Linked DNA regions of Rattus norvegicus: region 1 is linked to region 2. A link is a contact called in public Hi-C data. All regions are on one chromosome and are shown on one strand. Each heading gives the region's core, a stretch centred on a gene start, on an enhancer-like site or on the middle of the called end of the contact. The rest is flanking DNA. Distances are from core to core; before and after follow the strand shown.

What was found. Hi-C and Micro-C count contacts between places; a contact is called where the count stands out from the background.
Region 1: a Hi-C map of frontal cortex shows a contact between it and region 2, with 3 times the contacts expected there. The contact joins the enhancer-like site here to the promoter of LOC120103024 in region 2. A contact is called at or near these places in 12 of 12 Hi-C or Micro-C datasets (the A7r5 cell line, the Rat2 cell line, Schwann cells and 7 more) and 1 of 1 datasets of contacts at active chromatin or transcription factors (oligodendrocytes).

The regions. Positions count from the first base shown.
Region 1 is chr5:158,848,265-158,854,142 of GRCr8, forward strand. No RefSeq gene overlaps it. Among named protein-coding and RNA genes, the nearest start is that of Arhgef19, 32 kb to the left of the region's middle. Within about 2 kb of position 1,972, at least 4 of the 93 cell types and tissues checked have an H3K27ac peak or open chromatin away from gene starts, as enhancers often do.
Region 2 is chr5:158,795,718-158,801,669 of GRCr8, forward strand. It overlaps LOC120103024 (ciliogenesis and planar polarity effector 2-like), which reads left to right and starts at 2,529. Exons shown (of 6, transcript XM_039111335.2): 1 at 2,529-2,883. It overlaps Cplane2 (ciliogenesis and planar polarity effector complex subunit 2), which reads left to right and starts at 2,786. Exons shown (of 3, transcript NM_001109272.1): 1 at 2,786-2,883; 2 at 3,143-3,292; 3 at 3,466-3,734. The coding sequence starts at 3,181. The coding sequence ends at 3,668.

The DNA of each region.
Region 1 (5,878 bases), core at 722-3,221, 52 kb after region 2:
CCACCACCACCACCTCCTCCTCCTCCTCCTCCTCCTCCTCCTCCTCCTCCTCTTCCTCTTCCTCCTCTTTCTCCTCCTCCTCTTCCTCCTCCTCTTCCTCCTCTGCCTCTTCCTCCTCTTCCTCCTCCTCTTCCTCCTCCTCCTCCTCTTCCTCCTCTTTCTCCTCCTCCTCCTCTTCCTCCTCCTCTTCCTCTTCCTCCTCCTCTTCCTCCTCCTCTTTCTCCTCCTCCTCCTCTTCCTCCTCCTCTTCCTCTTCCTCCTCCTCTTCCTCTTCCTCCTCCTCTTCCTCTTCCTCCTCCTCTTCCTCCTCTTCCTCCTCCTCCTCTTCCTCCTCTTCCTCTTCCTCCTCTTCTTCTTTCAGAGCTCCCTCTTTCAGGGCTCTGGTATTTTTACCCTCTACAGAGTCCTCAGTATTAAACTATCTGCAGCCAGCAGTATCACACCATGGCTAGAGAACCCAGAAGTCAAATAGTCAGCTGCTGTGGACAATCTGAAGCAGCCTCATATTCCACACCTGGGATTAAAACAAAAACATGTTTACAAAACATAACTGGGTTTTTAAAGAAACCAAAGCTCTCTTGCTACAAAGTAATAATTTTTAAATAGAAAACCATGGGCTGAGGATATGTGTGTGTAACAGTTTCCTTCAAGACTGAAACATTTCATCCTGTGGGGAAACTCTTTAAACAGGAAGGTAAAAACTAGAAATAGCTTCAGGAAGTCCCTGAAATTGACCAGATTCACCTGGCCCCTCCCAGCCAGAGTAAGAAAGGAAAAAACAAACAAACAAACAAACAAACAAAAAACAACCGAGGTTTCCTCTCAGAGAGAAGGAAGCTGAGAAGCAAAGAGGACTCTGAGACCAGCGGCTGGGAAGAGGCAGAAACCATCCTAGCTGCCTGGAAGTGATCTTGACTACAGTCGCCTGGAAAGGATACTCCAACCTGTTGAGCTACCTGCAGGCTGTGCAGTGGGCTACGGGTTCCTAGTTTGTGGTCTGTCAGCCGTGCTTGGGTTGGCCTTGGTGATGCAGATGTTTTTGGGTCATTTCTGCTCCTGTAAGTGACCCCTCACCCACACTCCTGTAAGTAACTCCAACGAAAGTCATTGGTTCACCAAGGAGACCTTTGGTGGTGTCCCTACTTTGGTCTGTTGTGAGCTCCCTATCTGGGGTGACTAGACCGGTGTGTTGCATCTCCCCAGGAGAAGCTCTGTCACACAACAGGATGTAGCTCAGGTGGTAGAGTGCTTCTCTAGCATGCATAAAATCCTGGGTTCAGCCCCCTGCACCTCATAAACTGGTAGTGAGGTATACCTGTAACCTAGGTACTTAAGGTAGAGGCAAGAGTGTTGCAAATTCAAGCTCATCCCTGGTAGCAAGTTGCACCCCAGCCTGGGCTAAAGATCCCGTTAAGAGGACAATTAAAGCCTAGGCAGTGGTGGCTCATGCCTTTAATCCTAGCACTTGGGAGCCAGAAGGAGGCAGATCTCTTTGAGTTTGAGGCCAGCCTGATCTACGGAGTGTGTTCCAGGACAGCTGGGGCTGTTAAAACAAAGAAACTCTGTCTTGAAAAGCCAAAATAAAAACACCGACAAAGCCCCAGCCCATTCCTATAGCACCCTGTGGCTACTCAGAATCAATGAGTTCAGTTACTAGATTTCTGAAGCTCCAGGGTATCTGGCAGCACAGGGCCCCACGAATTGTCTTCTTTGTTGGATCCCTCCTGCCTTCCCTCTCTCTCTTTTCCTTTCTCCAGCTTTCAGTCCTTCCCTCCTCTTCTTTTCTCCCTTCCCTCATCCTCCCCGCTTCTGTCCTACACCCACTTGTGTCTTCTCTGGGCAGAGAACTCTATTCTTAATCTCGGAGTTTTGTGGCTCCCCCTGCTGGGCATGCTGGGAAGTGCAGGCGATCCAGAATTGGCATCCGTGGAGTCAGTGGGGATTTTCCTGAAGAAAAGCCAGTAAGACGTTGTGAATCGGAAAGATTGCTTTGATCACAGCTCATTGCATCTACGGGGCCCAAGCCTCCCCATGAGTCAGCGTCTGCCACCCTCCTTGGCGCGCACCCAACAGAAAGGGGTCCGGATGTCCCGACAGAGAAGTTGTTCACAGGACTAACCACTGACTGTCAAAATAGGAGAAACCACCAGATGCTTGTCGTTGCTAAAGTGACAATTACAGTGTCACAGCAAAACACAGAGATAAGAATAAAATGCACAAATCCTGCCCAGGAAGAGCTGATCTCCCAGGAGTGATGTCACTCCTAAGTTCACAGGGTAACATGCTCACAGGAGGGACAAGCTGCAGTCAGAAACAGCAAAACCAACTAACACCAGAGATAATCAGATGGCAAGAGGCAAGTGCAAGAACCTAAGCAACAGAAACCAAGACTACTTGGCATCATCAGAACCCAGTTCTCCCATTGCAGCAAGTCCTGGATACCCCATTACACTGGAAAAGCAAGATTCAGATTTAAAATCACATCTCATGGTGATGATAGAGGACTTAAAGGACATAAATAACTCCCTTAAAGAAATACAGGACAGGGCTGGAGAGATGGCTCAGTGGTTAAGAGCACTGACTGTTCTTCCAGAGGTCCTGAGTTCAAATCCCATCTGTAATGAGATCAGATGCCCTCTTCCGGTGTGTCTAAAGAAGGCTACAGTGTACTCACATACATTAAATAAATAAATCTTTAAAAAAAAAGAAATACAGGACAACACAGGTAAACAAGTAGAGGCCCTTAAAGAGGAAACACAAAAATTCCTTAAAGAATTACAGAAAACACAACCAAACAGGTTAAGGAATTGAACAAAACTGTCCAGGATCTAAAAATGGAAATAGAAACAATAAAGAAAGAACAAAGGGAGAGAATCCTGGAGATAGAAAACCTAGGAAAGAGATCGGGAGTCATAGATGCAAGCATTATCATCAGAATACAAGAGATAGAAGAGAGAATCTCAGGGGCAGAAGATACCATAGAAAACACTGACACAACCTTCAAAGAAAATGCAAAATGCAAAAATTTCCTAACCCAAAACATCCAGGAAATCCAGGACACAATGAGAAGATCAACCCTAAGGATAATAGATATGGAAGAGAGAGAAGATTCCCAAATTAAAGGGCCAGTAAATATCTTCAACAAAATTATTGAAGAAAACTTCCCTAACCTAAAGAAAGAGATGCCCATAAACATACAAGAAGCCTACAGAACTCCAAATAGATTGGACCAGAAAAGAAATTCCTCCCATCACATAATAGTCAAAACACCAAATGCAAAAAACAAATAAAGAATATTAAAAGCAGTAAGGGGAAAATGTCAAGTAACATATGAAGGTAGACCTATCAGAATAACACCAGACTTCTCACCAGAGACTAAAAGTCAGAAGATCCTGGGCAGATGTCATACAGACCCTAAGAGAACACAAATGCCAGCCTAGGCAAAACTCTCAATTACCATAGACGGAGAAGCCAGGATATTCCATGACAAAACCAAATTTCCACAATATCTTTATACAAATTCAGCCCTACCAAGGATAATAGACGGAAAACTCCAACACAAGGAGGGAAACCTCACCCTAGAAAAAGCAAGAAAGTAATCTTCTTTCAACAAACCCAAAAGAAGATAGCCACACAAACATAATTCCACCTCTAACAACAAAAATAACAGGAAACAATAATCATTGGTCCCTAATATCTTTCAACATCAATAGACTCAATTTCCCAGTAAAAAAAGACATAGACAAACAGACTGGATACGAAAACAGGACCCAGCATTTTGATGAATAGAGGAAACACACCTCAGTGACAAAGACAGACACTACCTCAGAGTAAAAGGCTGGAAAAAAAATTTCCAAGCAAATGGACCCAAGAAACAAGCGGGAGTAGCCATTCTAATATCGAATAAAATCGACTTTCAACCAAAAGTTATCAAAAAAGACAAGAAAGGACACTTCATACACATCAAAGGGAACATCTACCAAGAGGAACTCTCAATTCTGAACATCTGTGCTCCAAATGCAAGGGCACCCACATTCATAAAGGAAACTTCACTAAAGCTTAAAGCACACATTGCACCTCACACAGTAATAGTGGGAAACTTCAGCACCCCACTCTCATCAATGGACAGATCATGGAAACAGAAACGTAGCAGACACACAGTGAAACTAACAGAAGTTACGAACCAAATGGATTTAACAGATATCTACAGAACATCTCATCCTAAACCAACAACAACAACAAAAAGAATATACCTTCTTCTCAGTACCTCATGGTACCTTCTCCAAAACTGAAACCATAATGGGTCAGAAGATGCATCCTATTAGATCACCACAGACTAAGGCTGGTCTTCAATTACAACAAAAACAACAGAAAGCCCACATATACATATACAAAGTTGAACAATGCTCTACTCAATGATAACTTGGTCATGGAAGAAATAAAGAAAGAAATTAGGGCTGGAGAGATGGCTCAGCCGTTAAAGGCTAGGCTCACAACCAAAAATATAAGAAAGAAATTAAAGACTTATTAGAATTTAATGGAAATGAAGGCACAACCCAAACTTCTTGAAAACCAAATCCAAGAAGACATCAAAATGATCATCCATCATGATCAAGTAGGCTTCATCCCAGGCATGCAGGGATGGTTCAATATCCAGAACTCCACCAACGTAATCCACTATGTAAACAAACTCAAAGAAAAAGACCACATAATCATTTCTTTAGATGCTGAGAAAGCATTTGACAAAATTCAACACCCCTTCATGATAAAAGTCCTGGAAAGAATAAGAATTCAAGGCCCATACCTAAACATAGTAAAAGCCATATACAGCAAACCAGTATCTAACATTAAACTAAATGGAGAGAAACTTGAAGCAATCCCACTAAAATCAGGGACTAGACAAGGCTGCCCACTCTCTCCCTACTTATTCAATATAGTACTCGAAGTCCTAGCCAGAGCAATCAGAACATGAAAGGAAGTCAAAGGAATACAAATTGGGAAGGAAGAAGTCAAAATATCTCTATTTGCAGATGATGTGATAGTATATTTTAAGTGATCCCAAAATTCCACCAGAGAACTACTAAACCTGATAAACACCTTCAGCAAAGTGACTTGGTATAAAATTAACTCAAACAAATCAGTAGCCTTCCTCTACTCAAAGGATAAACAGGATGAGAAAAAAAAAAGTAGGGAAACAACACCTTTCACAATAGTTACAAATAATATAAAGTACCCCGGTGTGACTCTAACCAAGCAAGTGAAAGATCTGTATGACAAGAGCTTCAAGTCCCTGAAGAAAGAAATAAAGAAGATCTCAGAAGATGGAAAGATCTCCCATCCTCATGGATTGGCAGGATTAATATAGTAAAAATGGCCATCTTGCTGAAAGCAATCTACAGATTCAGTGCGATCCCCATCAAAATTCCAACTCAATTCTTTATAGAGTTAGAAAGAGCAATTTGCAAATTCATTTGGAATAACAAAAACCCAAAATAAGGAAAACTATCCTCAACAACAAAAGGACTTCAGGGGAATCACCATCCCTGATCTCAAGCAGTATTACAGAGCAATAGTGATAAAAACTGCATGGTATTGGTACAGAGACAGACAGATAGACCAATGGAATAGAATTGAAGACCCAGAAATGAACCCACACACCTATGGTCACTTGATTTTTGACAAAGGAGCTAAAAGCATCCAGTGGGAAAAAAGCATTTTCAGCAAATGGTGCTGGTTCAACTGGAGGTCAGCATGTAGAAGAATGCAGATCGATCCATGCTTATCACCCTATACAAAGCTCAAGTCCAAGTGGATCAAGGACCTCCGCATCAAACCAGATACACTCAAACTAATAGAAGAAAAAGTGTGGAAGCATCTC
Region 2 (5,952 bases), core at 1,279-3,778:
AGCTGCTGGAGGAGGAGGTTACTGAGCAGCACCCACCACTGCGCTCAACGCGTGCATTGTGTCTGATGCTTAGCAGGTGGCACCCCGCCCTGTGGACTTTACACTTGAGCCTGGAGTCCGGAGCAAGGGCCAGATGAGTCTATAAACAGCAAAGCAGAGAGGGTGTGCCCGTGGGGCTGGGCTCTTCCAGAAGGATTTTAATTTTTAAATGTGTGTGCGTGTGATATTTATGGAGGCTAAAAGAGGGTGATAGATCCCCTGGAGCTGGGATTACACACGTTTGTAAGCCACTAGATGTGGGTGCTCGGATCCAGCCCTCTGACAGATTGACAAAGCAGTAAACACTCTTCATTGCTAAGCCATCTCTCCAGCCTCTCTTATTTCAAGTGTGTGTGTGTGTGTGTGTGTGTGTGTGTGTGCCTGTGTGTTTCTGCATGTGTATTGTGTATGCCTGTGTGTGCATCTGTGTGTGTGTATTTCTGTGTGTGTCTGGGTCTGTGTGTGTTTGTATTTCATAGATGCACATATGCCACAGTCAAAAGATAATGTGTGATCTGTCATGTGGGTCTCAGGAATTTTGTCTCCCACTATGTGGGCCCCAGGGATCAAACTCGGGCCATTATCAGACTTGGCAGTGAGTGCTCTGACCTGTGGAGACTAACTACTACCACATATCCTAACTGATCCCAGGAGGCCTTAGGAGAGGCTCGTCTCAGCTGAGAGCTGACTGTGGAGAAGCTATCAGAAGACCAGGTAGAAGGAACATCAGGAAGAAAGGCCCTGCTTGCTCTGTCTGTAACTAGGGAGTCCCCACCCATCCATGACTGACAGCACCCACCTCTGGCCAGACCACTCACATCCTACACCCACCGTCCGGTGAGCTAAGTCACCTCACCGGCCTCTTTCAGAGCCTTTTTCTCTGATACTCTCTGCTCTGCACCTCCTTTCCCCCACAGTCAGGAGATCCACTAGCTATCCAGTTGCTGGAGGGTTGTCATGATAGCAGGTCGGTACGTTTGACTGAAACAAGAAAGAGGGTGGGCGAGCAGCAAAAGCCACCATGGAGGTCTACACTTGGAATTCCAGCACCCAAGAGGATCAGGAGTTTACCAGGCTGATCTGGAGTACATAGTGAGAGCTTGTCTCCAGAAAAGGGAAGGACCCCACATCGACGTTGGCTGTTCAGCCTCAGCTGCACGGAAATACTTCTCTGTCGTATGAGCCCCCAGTTTATGGTGCTATCAGCATTCTAATACATGTGTTAAATGTGCGGACTCTTGTCCCCCACTAGCCAGACCTGGGCAAGGCTGAATGTGAAGCCTAGAAGCCCAAAGACAATTCAGATCTAAGCGTTCCCGGCCTGTGGGGAGAGCTGTGAATATCTATGGACAATCCTGACTGGGCAGATAGTTCCCTAGCACTACAGAAGGGACCTCAACCCAGGAGCATGCGCAATGGGTTCTCTCTGGCCACAGAGTCCTGTAGGAATGACTTCCTCTTGTACTTCTGCCTTGCTACCCTGTAAGCCAGTGAGTGAAGCACCCTCTCTTGCACGGCTCCTCCCTTCCCCACCTCTGTCTGCCTCTTGTGGGTTTGTGCCCTCCCTGCCCCCCACCCCGGGTGCTATTGGCTTCACTGGCATCTCCTAGGTGCCGAGGGTGAGGTGTTGAAAACCCAGAACCCAATCTGGCTGGGTAGATAACGTGTCAGGTAACCCAGGCTTCTGAGTCTGTTTTTCCACCGACTAGCTGGATTCCGGCTTCTTCGTCTGTAGTAGCAAAGACATAAAACTGCGTATTATAGAGATAAATGTTCAGACTCCAGGGCAAGCGGCCCTCACAGAGCCTACTTAACTCATGCCTTACAAAACAGTGGCTGGCTCTCCTGGAAGATACTGTTCAAGATGCTGGTGAAGATAACAGACACCTCCCAGAGTGCCTCAGACACTCGCTCATCTTGTCCAGCTCACATGCATTTACTGCCATCTTCGGGGTTGCACAGGTCCGGGCTGGAGCATCCAGTCCCAGGGTAGGACTTCCAGCTCACCCTTGCCTCCCCAGCACCAACCAGACGCTGGGTACACCGTGGGGCTTGGTCCTTGTTGAATGACAGGAATGAACAAATCTATTAGTAGACAAATGGCTCTTTATTCAGACCTCATACAGAGTCCCTTGATACCTCAATCCAGAGGTCTCTGACTCTGGACCTGCTGAGCAGGATCGATGAGGCTGTAGTGTTGATGACAGGCGCATAATAACTAAACCCGCTGAGCTGTGCTGCCCAGTACTGTGGTAAAGAACCCTGTGAGGGTGGATAAATAAATAAAAGACCAGATACAGTGGCACACGCCTTTAATCCCAGCACTACGAGAGGCAGAGGCAGGGGAATCTTTGTGAATTCAGGGATAGCCTGATCTACAGAGTGAGTTTCAGGACCATCAAGGCTATTACATAGAGAAACTCTGTCTCGAAAGGAGGAGGAGGGGAGGGGGAGGGGGAAGGAAAGGGGGCGGGGCAAGGGGAAAGGACAGAAAGGGAAAGGAAAAAAGAAAGGAAATAATGTCCACTTTGTAGAAAAGGAAACAGAGGCGCAGAAAACTGAGGAAGCCTCTTTCCTTGAGGAGATGATCATGTTTGACAGGAAAATATGAGCTCACAGTGGTAAAGCCGAGTAAGATCCTGGGAGGAGCTGCAGACCTTGCAAAACCCCCAAAAAACCGGCCTAAATTCAGGAGCCCCTCCTCCGCCTGCGTCGCCATGGCAACATTCCTGCACATGCGCTTCGTGGACAGCGTCTAGGCCTGGCGGAAGCAGGCTCTGCAGGCAGGGCAGAAGAAGGGCGGGCTTTTAAAAGATCGTCACCCTGCTAGCGGGGACTGTGAAGGTTGGTGGTCCCGGGAATCGGAATTGAGGGAGTAGAGGCGAAGCGGGCCTCAGAAGGAGATAAGGCAGAGGGAGCTTGTGGAAATACCTTCCCAGGACAAGGATGGGCTAGTTCCCCAGAGAGCAATGAGGAAGAACAGAGCTATGGAAATTCACCTTCCGGAGGGGGATCCAGGTTCCAAAAGAAAACCAGAGAGAGATTAAGGTCACGGGGGTCGCCTTGGGATAATGGTTGCCCCTCTCTCCACTCCTACTCCCAGTATTCGGACACACCCTTACCTTGCTAACTTGCTCAACCATGGCCAGACTTCCCATGCACGGTTCGGTGATTGTCCCAGACTGGCATGAGACGGTCGAGGGCAAGGAGTACTTAGCCTGCATCCTGCGCAAGAATCGCCGGCGTGAGTTTGGTAAGCACCGACCCCCACCTCATCGCGTGCCACCGGTGTGCTCTTGACACTTCCTGGGGCGGCAGAAACAGATCTGTGGGACCTGCCCCACAGCACTTCTCACCATTGAAGTTTCCTAGGTGCCGCACCTATAACCTTTAGTCTCAGGCCACCTTTCCCAAATTTCCTTACAGCTAATTCTGCCAACAGAGCCAGGAACATGGAAACAGCCCATCCCTGCCAACAGCAACTGTCACCAGAGATGCTGTTGACTGAGTCCTCACTTAGGGTCATGCCCTCTGCTGGGCACTTTGCACAGCAACCTTGCAACAGGGTTTCGCTATGTATCCAGTACTCGTTATTGTGTATCCAGTACTTGTTATGTAGACCAGGCTAGTCTCAAACTCAAAAGATCCACCTGGCCTTTATCTTCTAAATGCTGGGATTAAAGGCATACTCCATTATTCAACTTTTTTCTCTCTACTTTCCCTCGTTCTTTCTTTTTTATTTTTGGTTTTTCTTTTTTTTTTTTTTTTTTAAGATTTATTTATTTTGTGCATATCAATGTTTCGTCTGCATATATATCTGTAAACCAGAAGAGGGCATCAGATCCCATAGAAGGTTGTGAGCCACCATCTGGGTTCTGGGAATTGAACTCAGGACCTCTAGAAGACCAGTCAGTGCTCTTAACCACTGAGCCATCTCTCCAGCCCATTTTGGTTTTGGTTTTTCAAGACAGATTTTCCCTGTTTCTCTGTGTAGTCCTGGAACTCACTCTGTAGATCAGGCTGGCCTCGAACTCAGATCCACCTGGCTCTGCCTTCGGAGTGCTGGGACTAAAGGCACGCATCACCATGCCCTGCCTCTCCAACGTTCTATTTATTTCATGTATATGAGGGGTCTGTCTGCATGAAGGCCTGTAGGCCAGAAGAGGGAATGATTGTGAGACACCATGTAGATGCTGGTAATTGAACTCTGGAAGAGCAGCCAATGCTCTTAACTGCTGAGTCATCTCTCCAGCCCCTATGTGCAGGTTTTCTTTTCTTTTCTTTTTTTTTTTTCTTTTCTTTTTTTCGGAGCTGGAGACCAAACCCAGGGCCTTGTGCCTGCTAGGCAAGCGCTCTACCACTGAGCTAAATCCCCAAGCTATGTGCAGGTTTTAAGAACTTAAAAAGATCCCAAAGAGTTGGATGGGGGATTTATTTGTAGTAGCAGAAAATACTTTTGCTTATATTTCCCTATTAATGAAGGACTTGTAAAATACCATATTTTTATGTATGAGCAATTCAGATTGAATAACAGTATCAAAAAAAACAAAAAACAGGGCTGGAGAGATGGCTCAGTGGTTAAGAGCACCCGACTGCTCTTCCAGAGGTCCTGAGTTCAGTTCCCAGCAACCACGTGGTGGCTCACAACCATCTGTAAAGAGATCCGATGCCCTCTTCTGGTGTATCTGAAGACAGCTACAGTGTACTTATATATAATAAATAAATAAATAAATAAGTAAATAAATAAATAAAACAAAAAAACAAAAAACAAAAAACAAAAAAAACCCAAAACATTTCAAGCCAGAAGGTGGTGGCACATGCCTTTAATCCCAACACTTAGGAGGCAGAGGCAGGCCAATCTATGAGTTCTGAATTCGGGGTCAGCCTCGTCTGCAGAGTGAGCTCCAGGACAGCTAAGGCTGCACAGAGAAGCCCTGTCTAAAAATTTTTTTAAATATTTAAAAATCAAACTTAAAAGGGGGCAGGGGGGCTGGAAGAGCTGGAGGGATAGCTCAGCAGTTAAGGGTACTGCCTTTCCAGAGGGCCTGGGTTGAATTCCCAGCATCCACATGGCAGATCACAACTGCCTATCTCTCCAAACGCAGGGATTCAACCCCTCTGTCCGGCCTCTGCAGACACCCATCATGAGTGTGGTATGCATTCACCAGGGCAGGCACTCATGAAAATACGTGCAGAAATCTTTTTTTTTTCTTCTTTTTTTCAGAGCTGGGGACCGAACCCAGGGCCTTGCGCTTGCTAGGCAAGCGCTCTACCACTGAGCTAAACCTCCAGAAATCTTTAAACAAAATCAACAGCAACAGGGGCTGGAGAGATGGCTCAGCGGTTAAGAGCACTGGCTGCTCTTCCGGAGGTCCTGAGTTCAATTCCCAGCACCCACATACGGCGGCTTGCAACCAACTGTAGTGGGATCTGATGCCCGACCGTGTATAAAATAAACAAACAAATCTTTAAAACAAAGAGCTTTGTGCTTGGAGGGTCATTGAGGTGGCTTAGCCATGAAGTGCTTGCTGCATAAGGTGGGCAGCCCAGGGTCCCCAGAAGCCATGATAAGGCGGATGGAGAAAACAAGTCTCACAACTTCACATGTGTAATGTGACATGCAGACATGCACACACACACACACACACACACACACACGCACACACCCCACAACATATTATACATAATAAATGCTTAATAGAGGAACCCTCACATGTGAAGTTTTGGGCTAATGATGGCAGTGACCACGATTTGTAATAACTCACTTAAGAAAAAAAAAGGGGAAGAGGGTTGGGGATTTGGCTCAGTGGTAGAGCGCTTGCCTAGCAAGCGGAAGGCCCTGGGTTCGGTCCCCAGCTCTGAAGAAAAAAAAAAAAGCACGGGGGGCTGGAGTTCCCAACACGTACATGGTAG